Linked DNA regions of Rattus norvegicus: region 1 is linked to region 2. Evidence: chromatin contacts called from public Hi-C data. All regions are on one chromosome and are shown on one strand. Each heading gives the region's core, a stretch centred on a gene start, on an enhancer-like site or on the middle of the called end of the contact. The rest is flanking DNA. Distances are from core to core; before and after follow the strand shown. Region 1 overlaps Grap2 (GRB2-related adaptor protein 2). Region 2 overlaps Enthd1 (ENTH domain containing 1).

What was found. A called contact is a pair of places that touch in the nucleus more often than the background predicts.
Region 1: a contact with region 2 is called in a Hi-C map of frontal cortex, with 2.3 times the contacts expected there. The contact joins two enhancer-like sites. A contact is called at or near these places in 2 of 12 Hi-C or Micro-C datasets (the A7r5 cell line and frontal cortex).

The regions. Positions count from the first base shown.
Region 1 is chr7:114,034,811-114,040,147 of GRCr8, reverse strand. All of the region lies in intron 1 of Grap2 (GRB2-related adaptor protein 2), which reads right to left. Among named protein-coding and RNA genes, the nearest start is that of Grap2, 40 kb to the right of the region's middle. Within about 2 kb of position 1,302, at least 11 of the 93 cell types and tissues checked have an H3K27ac peak or open chromatin away from gene starts, as enhancers often do.
Region 2 is chr7:113,923,696-113,928,406 of GRCr8, reverse strand. All of the region lies in intron 5 of Enthd1 (ENTH domain containing 1), which reads left to right. Among named protein-coding and RNA genes, the nearest start is that of Enthd1, 63 kb to the left of the region's middle. Within about 2 kb of position 2,341, at least 6 of the 93 cell types and tissues checked have an H3K27ac peak or open chromatin away from gene starts, as enhancers often do.

The DNA.
Region 1 (5,337 bases), core at 53-2,552, 110 kb before region 2:
TACTTTTCCCTTCTCATCTGGAGAAGCCTGGGGCTCTGTCCATCATTGCCCTGACACTGTGGGGGTTGGGGGGAGCAGGCCATTCCAGGCCTTACCTTACATTTCACTATTCCCTATCACCAGGCCCCACCTGGAGACCTTGGCCAACCCAGGATCTGTTGGCTCTCTCATAGTTTTCTAATTTCCAAATGGGAAGCTTTTCTGTGGGTTCGGAGGCACTTGGTGTTCAGGTTGTGGGGTGCATATAAAAGCAGGATGATTTCCACACGTGGAGACAAGCGTACACACGGGGAGAGCCCCCGAAATCCCCAATATCCTTATTTAATTGAACCACTGCTCTGCAGGTCCTGCCGCTGTGATTATGGCGACTGTGTTCCTCTCTGGGAACCTGGATTTCTCTTTCTTAATTAGCTCCCTTTTTTTCCTTCGCAAGTTTTTTTTTTTTTTTTTTGGTTTTGGAGGAAGGAGTGGGAAGAGAGGAAGTGGAAAGGAAGAGAGATGTGAGGATGCTGTCCCCAGGCAGGTCCCCTCCCCTTCTGCCTAAACCCGTTTCATCACTATCTTACGCCCTCTCTGTAATCCCCTCTGCCTGGCTTATATAATCAACTTAAAAAAAAATGCTTATCACATACTATCTTGTTCACCTCCAGACTTTATCGAAGAAAAATACCCTTTTCTTTTTTTCCTTAACTCTAACACACATGTTCTATTAAACTCAGACAACTCCCACCCCATTTTTTTTTTAACCTGTCAAACTGTCAGGCGAGGCTGCCTCAGAAGAAGGGAGGCTCACAGAGGGTGGTGGTGGTGGGGCGTTGGAGATGGGTCAGACAAACCTGCCTTAACCCCTGTTTGCTTACTTGGTGGCCGAGGAAGTTTAGCTCTCTGTGCCTCAGTTTCCCCTCTGAGGATTTAGAGGGCATCCTTGCTCCACCACCTTTCAGGGAAAGTGAGTGCAGCAACCTCTGCTCAGCCCTGGCATTTGCCTGAATAGTGTCTTTTCCCCAAAGCATTTTGGCATCAGAGTATTCCACCAACATTTTTTGTAGAGAAAAACAAATGTCAAAACTGCTTTTAAAAGTGTAAATCCACCAAACATATGCTCCTTTTTTCTCGTTTGAAGCCTCCATTTCCCCTCACTTCCCCTGGGCAGGTGCTAACTTCTTTCTCCTGGCCACGAGCCCCGGCTGTGGTGTTAGCCAAAGATACAGCCGTGGCGTGGGATGGAGACCACTCACTAGGTAGGAGGAGAAGGTTGACTAGCCAAGGGGAAAGGAGGAAACTGATTTGGCTTCTACACTCGGCCCAAACACCCAGAGTGAGAGCGTGGTGTGGCTGGCTTAGAACAGGAAGCCCAGGACAGCCGGGGAGGGAACACACCACCCAAGTTTCACCAACGCCTAGAGACAAGAGCTGGCTAAGACCAAGCTGCCAGTGTGTGCTGTGGCCTAGGATGTGCCAAGGATTTTACTGGTGGGCACTGATTGTAATTTTGGGGGAGGGGCAGAACTGGGAATCAAACCTACTAGAGCTAGGCAGGCTCTCTACCACTGGGCTACACCCCCCCAGCTCAACACTTACTGTTGTTAGTGAGCAGACATGGGAGAAGGAAGCAAGATATTAGAGTGTGTGTCTGATGGCTCCTAGGGCTTATGTGCTCTCTCTACTTGGTTTCTGGGCCTCTTTTGGTACTAGCAAAATCACGGGCCTTCCTCCCACCAGGTCAGGATAATTGCTAACTAGCTTAGGCCTGCTGAACCTTCCTGGGTGGCAGGCTGTCAGCTAAGAAATTGACAGCAGCAATTCTCACAGACCATGGAAATTCAAGCCCATTACTTCTTGGTCAAAGAGGCAATGACTGCAATAAACTGACTGACCCCAGAATGGGCAATCGTGGGCTCTAAGGCAATTTTAGAAATGGGAACTGTGTCACTTCACACAAACTACAGTTCCCTTCCCTCCCCCCTTCCTCCTCCCATCGCCTTCTCCCCCCCCTCTCCCACCCACCCCCTACAACACATTCAAGGGTTTTCAAGTTCACTTTCTCCTTTAAACACTAGTCACTTACCATGGCTATATTTAGAATGTATGCTTTAAAGTTCTCCTGTTGTTTTATTAAAACAACACCATGAAAACCTCGAAACAGCAACATTAAAATGTCAAGATCTCACTGGCCCTACTGGAGAGGTCCCTGACAGCCCTACTGGGCTGTCAAGCTGGCTTCTGACCCAGCAATCCTGTGCTTTAAGGCAAGGATAGAAATGGGAGAAAGGCTGATGCATCTGTGGCTGACTGCTCTGTTATCCTTCAGGTTTCCTAGAGCCATAGCAATTGTCTATAGACGCACCGTGCTGCAGGGAAACTCCAGACGGAAACGAAGCATTACAAATACCTTCCTGACTCCGAAAGCATTTTGTGAACCCTGTCAGACGGGCACCGGGAGCGGCTGAGGTAGATAAAAGTAAAGGGCAAGAAAGGGACAGTCGTACAGATTTCTAAAGAAGCCAGTCTTCTTTTCTCCTTCCCATTTTCTATTCATGTCACGGTCCCCCTTCAAACACATTGTGAGGATTTTATGGGGCCTCCACATTCCTTCCTCCTCTTCTTCCCTTCTGCCCATTTCGGGTTTGTTTTTTATTGATCTGGGCTCCGAAAGTTGGTTATATATTTATCATGTGTTTGAAAACCCTCCATCTTTTTTTGCTCTGTGCTTTTTTTGGGCTGTAACATTGCTCATACACATAACAAACACACTCCCTGTCATCTCTCTCCTCCCTCCCAATCTATGCCCGAGGTTCTCATCACTCATATTTGACCAACACACAAAAGTGTAGCCCAGAAGACTCCGTGATCACAGCTACCTTAATCTTTTTGTCACTTTTCCTTGTGTCATCAAATCTCCATTTATCATCGGAACGCTGGCCATTTTTCAGCTCACTGGTTTCCAAGCTTGCAAAAGTGAACATTAACTCAGACAGTCACTTGCTGCCTTCAGTCCATAAGTCTATCCCTGAAAACCTAGGGGTGCTGACAGCTTCATGGAACAAGTTACCCCGAAGAAGCACTAAAAGCTGCCAACCAAAGGGGTGATATTAGCTGGGCATGGTGGGGGTACATGCCTGTAATCCTTAACACTTTGGAGGCTGAGGTAGAAGAATTACAAATTTGATATTGCTTTGTGAACTGTTAATTTGGTGAACCCAAAATTTGGAATACATAGATATATTCTCTCTCTCTCTCTCAAAAAAAAATTCAGTAAATAAGACAAAAAAAAAAAAAAACAAAAAAAACCCCAGTCAAAGGGATACTATTTTAAATTTTGCTGCTTAAGTATAGAGTCAGAATTTTTTTCATTTTAGGAAAATGTAGGCCTTCCTCAAATAAGTTTGGTTAAAGAAAGCCATACCTGCTTTTGCCTTGTAGAATATGGATCTATCTATCTATCTATCTATCTATCTATCTATCTATCTATCTATCTATCTATCACCTGTCTGTCTGCCTGCCTGCCTATCTATCTATCTATCTATCATCTATTTGTCTGTCTGTCTATCTATCTATCTATCTATCTATCTATCTATCTATCTATCTATCTATCAATCATCTATTTGTCTGTCTGTCTGTCTGTCTATCTATCTATCTATCATCTATTTGTCTGTCTGTCTATCTATCTATCTATCATCTATTTGTCTGTCTATCTATCTATCTATCTATCTATCTATCTATCTATCTATCTATCTATCATCTATCTATCTCCATACAGGGTCTCATACTGGATACATAGTTAAGGCTGGCCTCAAACTCCCAACAGAGTCTCTGCCTTTGTTTCCCCAGTGGTGAGATTACAGGTAATCTCACAGCCAGCTGGTCTCGCTTTCGTTTTTTTCTTGGCAGTTTTGATCAAGGAAGGCCTCCAATTTTGGGCTCACCAAGTTGGAAGCAGTTCACAAAGCAATTGAGTTTTTCCTCGGAGGGCGTGTGGGTGCAAGGGAAGCAACCTGGTTGGAAAGCGTAAGTGAACCATTTGGTATGTCTGCTATATCGAACAAAAATGTCTCTCCTCATTCCAAATATTGCTCAAAAAGAAACAACAACAACAACAACAACAAAACCAGACCACCATAAACCCCAGGTTCTTGTTCTTCAGTGTGACTGCTCCAGAATCCTTTATCCCCTGTCCTTGATCTCTGGTCAAGGTCCAAAGGCCTCATCTCAGTCCTCCTCTAGTTCCAGAATACGTCACTGGACTTGAGTTTAGTATTCAGGATGTGGCCTGAGCAGGGTTGCACGGAATAGGATGATCCAATTACTTTCTCTGCTGCTAGCATTTGGTAATTGTGTTATACATGGCTGCTGGCTGTTCCGGAGCTAAAATACTCTAGGGATGCAGGTGTGTTAGACAGGAAGATGGTGACACTAGGTCACTTCTATTGTGGGACTTTTGAACCACAACACAGAGCTTCAGGTGGCCCTCAGCATTTTATTTCATTTTCTTCTGTTCCTTTGGTCAACTACCAGTCCAGTTGGCATGCAGGCGTTTTGATGTTTCTTCCTTCTCCTCTTCCTTTTCTTCCCCATGCCTCATTTTATGAGACAGCCTTTCACTGGGCCGGAGCACACCGGTTAGGTAGGCTGGATGACCGGCGAGCCCAAGCATCTACCTATCTCTAATTCCCCTGTATTGTGATCACAGGCACACACAACCACACTTGACTTTTAAATGCAGGTCCTGGGGCTTGAACCCATGTCCCTATGCTTGCAAGGTAAGCATTTTACCTACTGAGCCATCTTCTCAGGCCCAGCTCTTTCTTCTTAAGTGAACTGTGGGACTTTATACTACAGTAATTAGATATGACCTATATATGGCCTTTTGGAGCGAGGCACAGTGGGATTAATGTCCTGGCTCCTTCCTTAATCAGCTGTGTGACCTTTGCCAACTGGTTATCTATGAGCTCCATCCCTTTACCTAAAGCCTCCTTCTGTTGACCCATTAATCAAGATTATTTCACTGTCAAGTATAAACACAATAGAAAAAGATTTATCTGTTTTCCTGTCTCCCTCTCTTCCTTCTCTTCTTAACGGGATCACAGGTAGCCCAGGATGGCTTCAAACTCAAGAGTAGCCAAGGATAACCTTGAACTTCTGGTCCTTTTGTCTCCACTTGAGTGCTGGCATTAGAGGCACGCGCTACCACACTTGATTTAAAAAAATGTTTTTAAAAACTGTATTCTTCTCTTATACATTACATACTGACTGCAGTGCCCTCCCCCCCCTTCCAGCACCCTCCCATCCAGATCCCTTCCCTCCAGATCCACTTTTCCTGTTTCCCTTCAGAAAAGA
Region 2 (4,711 bases), core at 1,092-3,591:
CTCTGACCTGAAAGCCTCCTCCTTCAGGACTAGTTTTCATGGTGCCAGAAGGTGACGTTCAGCTTCCCAAGGAGGGTGACAACCAACAGTGTACCCAGCTGTGATGCCAACGACCACATCAACAGCCAGCATGACACAATGGTGCTAAGGGTGAGGTAGTGACCTGCACACTGGGGCAGTAACCAACAGCTTTCTGATTGGGCTTAAGACTGCTCAACAAGAAGGAAGTCGTGCCTGGCTCTGGAAACCTAGCCGACTACTCAAGGGCACTGAAGTCACGAATCTTGGAGGAGACCCTACAACCATCATTTTAATAAAAGAGCATAGTCCCTAGCTAAATTAGAAATATTTATCTTCATATTTACAGATTAGTGTAGTTCTCACACTTCATCAAGGAAACATCTCTTTGCCACAGAAGGAAACCATTGCAGAACCACAGCCAATCAAAATGCAGAGTTGTGAAGCCCAGTCCTACGCATACACCTGCAACTCAACTCCTGCACCTGAGGAGGGGTCATAACAGAAGAAGGGTCAGGAAGACTGTACGGGCCAGAGAAGCAGGATGTTTGCTAGAAATATCAGAAGATATCCTACATCCATGAAGTCTCTCCAACACGGCTGCCTACACAAGACCTGAACATGGACAATACCAACAGGCGTGTTAATATGGAACGGAGAAAGCTGGTGAAGCCTCAACCTAGACAAAGAACTAAAGGCAAGCAAAGAGTGCTGAGAGCAGGAGACGTCGTCTTCCTCAGGGATGAGGCCCTAATTACTTACTCAACACCAAGTGGCCATCCTGAAAACATGCATCCAAGTAACATACAGACCGATCAGGGTGTATGTGTATATTTAGAAGTGTGTGTGTGTGTGTGTGTGTGTGTGTGTGTGTGTATCAACAATTAAGGAAAAGAGGCCATGAATTTGAAGGAAAACAAGGGAGGGGAGGTGTTACATGGCAACATTTGGAGGGAGAAAAAGGAAGGGAGAAATGTAAGTATATTATAATCTCAAAATTATATTATTTAACAGAAAAAATGGTATAACACATGTATTTTTATAATCATAGCTTTAGGGAAAGGAGGCAGAGACAGGCAGACCCTTCAAGCTCATTGGCCAGCCTAGCCAATGTCCAGCCCAGCTGGGGTGTGCTCCTGGAATCCACATGGTGGAAGAGGCGAGTGGTCCTGCACAAGTTGTCCTCTGAGCTCCACACACATGCCAGGGTGCGCACCGCCATATGTTGTTCTAAGTATTAAAATTCATATTAAAATATGAAAGTAAGGGTGGTGAGAGATTGAGGAAAGACACTAGATATCAACCCCAGTCCTCTACACAGAAGGTCAAGAGCCCAATATGGGCCACTGCACATACACACAACACTAAATACACACTCAGTAAGACTGTTGGGTGAAGTTCATGGGCTATCTTCACCCTGTTATAATTTCCATGGCTTGAGTTACGTCATCCATCTTGGTTTCAAGTACCTGTGAGAGGTTGTAGAGAGCAGCTTGGCCCGCCACTTCTCTCACAGCTTAGTCCACCTCACTCATTCTCCGTGTGGTGTGGCAGAGGTGGGGCACACTCGCATGCTCAGATGTTCTTGCCTGTGCATGGACACCAGGATTCCTGAGTTCTACCTTGGGCGTATTCCTTTAACTTTTCTACCTTAGTCTTTTGAGGTAGTTCTCTCACTTGACTTGGAACTTGCCATTTTGGCTTGTCTGGCTGGCCTCAAGCCCTTCAATACAGCTCTCTTACCTCCAGCGCTGTGCTTACAGACATATGTTGTGACAGCTGGCTCTCATGTGGGTGTGGGATCTGAACTCATGGCCTCAAGCTTACATGCCAAGCATTTACCCACCGAACCATCTCATCAGCTCCTCAGCGATTGATCAAGATCGAAGGATCTTGAAATGATTCGAACCTGTACTGGCAGTGAGTTTAACAGCTCTTCCTGCCCATCCTGACTTTGTGCAGTGACCACGACTAAACTAACGCACCTTAATACTGTTCCTGTGGGTGACGACAGCACTCTTACTATTACATAAATGATGGCCAAGTGACACTATTCCTCCCCACTAAACTAAAACAGGCTTTTATTTCTGTCTCTGTGATTTGATGCAGATTTCAAAACATTCTTCTGCGTTTCTGTCCAGCTCTCTAACTTACCCTGTCAACAGATGGCTCTGATTTCCATGTTCTGATTTTGGCAACTTCAGCCCAGGCAAAAATAAAATAAGGAAGCTATTCTGACGAGGCCTTCCGGTCTGCTCCTTGCCTCTCGTCCTGGTTATATCTCTTCCCTATCACCTGGGGTTAGACCCTTAGCCTTCATCTCCGTATGTGGTACGTGGCTATCACCCCTCACTGCTGTGTAGCCTTCCCTGTAGATACCCACTGTCATCAGCACCGTGTGTCATGTTTGCTTTCTGTTTTGTTTTAATTGCATGCAGGACTTGTATGATCTCACATAAATCGTCCAAGACTCCTAGATCTTGTGGACAAGAAATTCTCCAAGCCAGTTATTTTTAAGCTAGATACCGGCTCCTTGAAAACACCTAATCATGCCAGGTTGTTTCCTAAAGACCTAGTTTCTACAAGTTCCCCTGATCTTGTCATGTTTGAAAAGCCTCCAAGGTAGCGGGTGAGATGGTCTCGAGTTTGTTCTAAACTGTTTTTTTTTTTTTTTTGAATGAAGTTGAGTGTGTTTTAAAGTGTGGAAGCCTTCCACACACTGACTCACCCCTGCTTCCCTGTGTGAAGCATCTGCACGTATCTTTTGGCCATTTGTCTGCTTGGTTGTTTGTGTGTTTCCTAGTTGATCTGTAGGAGTCTGTGTCGGGGTGGGAGGCTGAGCCCGCCATCATGCGTGGTTTTGCAGCTCACCGTGCTTTTACACTGCAGATGGAGCCTTGCAAAACAGAAGTTTGGAATTTTAATGAGGCAGAACATTATTCTTTATGATCTGAGTTTTTGTGTCTTCTCTAATTTGGGGCATTTCTTCCTCGTCCTGGGAGCATAGTGCTATATGGGCCAACTTTTAAAAAAGAGTTTACTTTACACAAACAAAACACTAGTACACAGTTGATGGTGGTACGTAATTGAAGTAGGCATCCAGTTTTTCTCCATAGAAAAGCTGCCCAGGAATCATTAATTGAAACGTCTGTCCTTTCCCTCAGTGAGCTGCAGGGCCATGGGTATTCTAAAGCACCGTTCACGTGCACACAAATGTGCTCCTAGGCCGTGTTAGAGCCATCAGGTATGTGAGGACACCTGTATAGCAAACAGTTTTCATTACGCTATGTTTATAACCACTCCTGACAGACTCTCCTTCAGCAGCAGTGACTGGCCACCCCTCTACTCTCCTGCATGAAAGCTCGTCAAATGCCCTAAAAATTCCACTGGAGTTTTGATTGGCACAGAGTTGAATCTTTAAAGCCATTTAGAGAAATGAAGTCTTTACAACATCAAAGTATCCCACCCACTTAATTTTAACCTTCTGCATTTAAGTTGTTTACATACAGGTGTCTTGTAGCTTTGTCTAGATTTAGTCCCGTGTGCTTAATATGCGTGTGTTTTCAGTACAAGATGGTACAATTATGATTTTTCAACTTAAGGTCTAAAACTTCACTTTGAATTTGGAATTGCAGTCTTTTCTGGGATAGCAATCTGCCACATATTTTGGTGGTAGTGCTGGCCAGAGGCTGAATGCCTGAGTCCTCAGTCAACCCTGTGATCTTATGGGGCTCTCCCTGGGGCTCAGCAGGGTTTAAGGAGGCAGGTAAGCTCGGCGTGTTACTGCACTGGCAGTTGGCTCTATTTTCAGTCGACAATGGCTTGATCAGCCTTACCTCATCAGGATTGCCCCAAGTCTTGAGACATACCTCTGTTTTTATGGCTCCCCTAAGAAGCTTCATTTGATAAATTTCATTTCTGTTTGTTGATGGTGAAGATAAGTGGGATTAATTTTTTGTATATTAATTATACCCTTAACTAAATTCTTAGAATTTTCCTGATTTATGTATAGATCCTTCTGAGTATCTCATATTGGAAACCATATCATCTGTAAATAATGGAGACTTAGTTCTTCACTGGCAAACTTGTATGTGACTCTCCCATTCTCCCCTCCCCACACACATACACATACACATACACACATATGCACTTCACACACTGCTGGGTATCAGCATGGCCAGGGCTTCTGAAACCTGGTCCATACCTATATGAGGTTGGTGTCAACCCCAACTAATTGGAGACATTCACTGCACACTGCACACTGCACACTGCACATTGCACATGCAGATTCCTACTGTTAATTTATCGGCAGTTTTTCTCAAGACTTATATTTCAGATTCTCTCCACTTAGCATCTATTTCCATACTACAGATTTCTCTCTTTTAAACTATCAGTTTTATAAATCATTGATTTCTAAGTGTTAACCTTGAATTCCAGAGAAAAACTTCAGTTGGCCTGGTAAATTCTCTTTTCTGCTTATTTCTGGCTTTGGTTTAGCAGTGTTTTGTTCAGTAGCTAAGCACGTGTGTCTCGAGTGGCGTTAAGATTATCTTCTCTCAAACTCTCTTTGTTGTGTTTTGATGCTGGAGGTGTTCTTTTCCTTTTTATCTCCTGAATGGAGTTGTGCAGTGTGGCAAAGTCAGGAGCTGTGAGACCCAAGGGGAAACAAGTTCTCACAGTATGATTTGTCCTC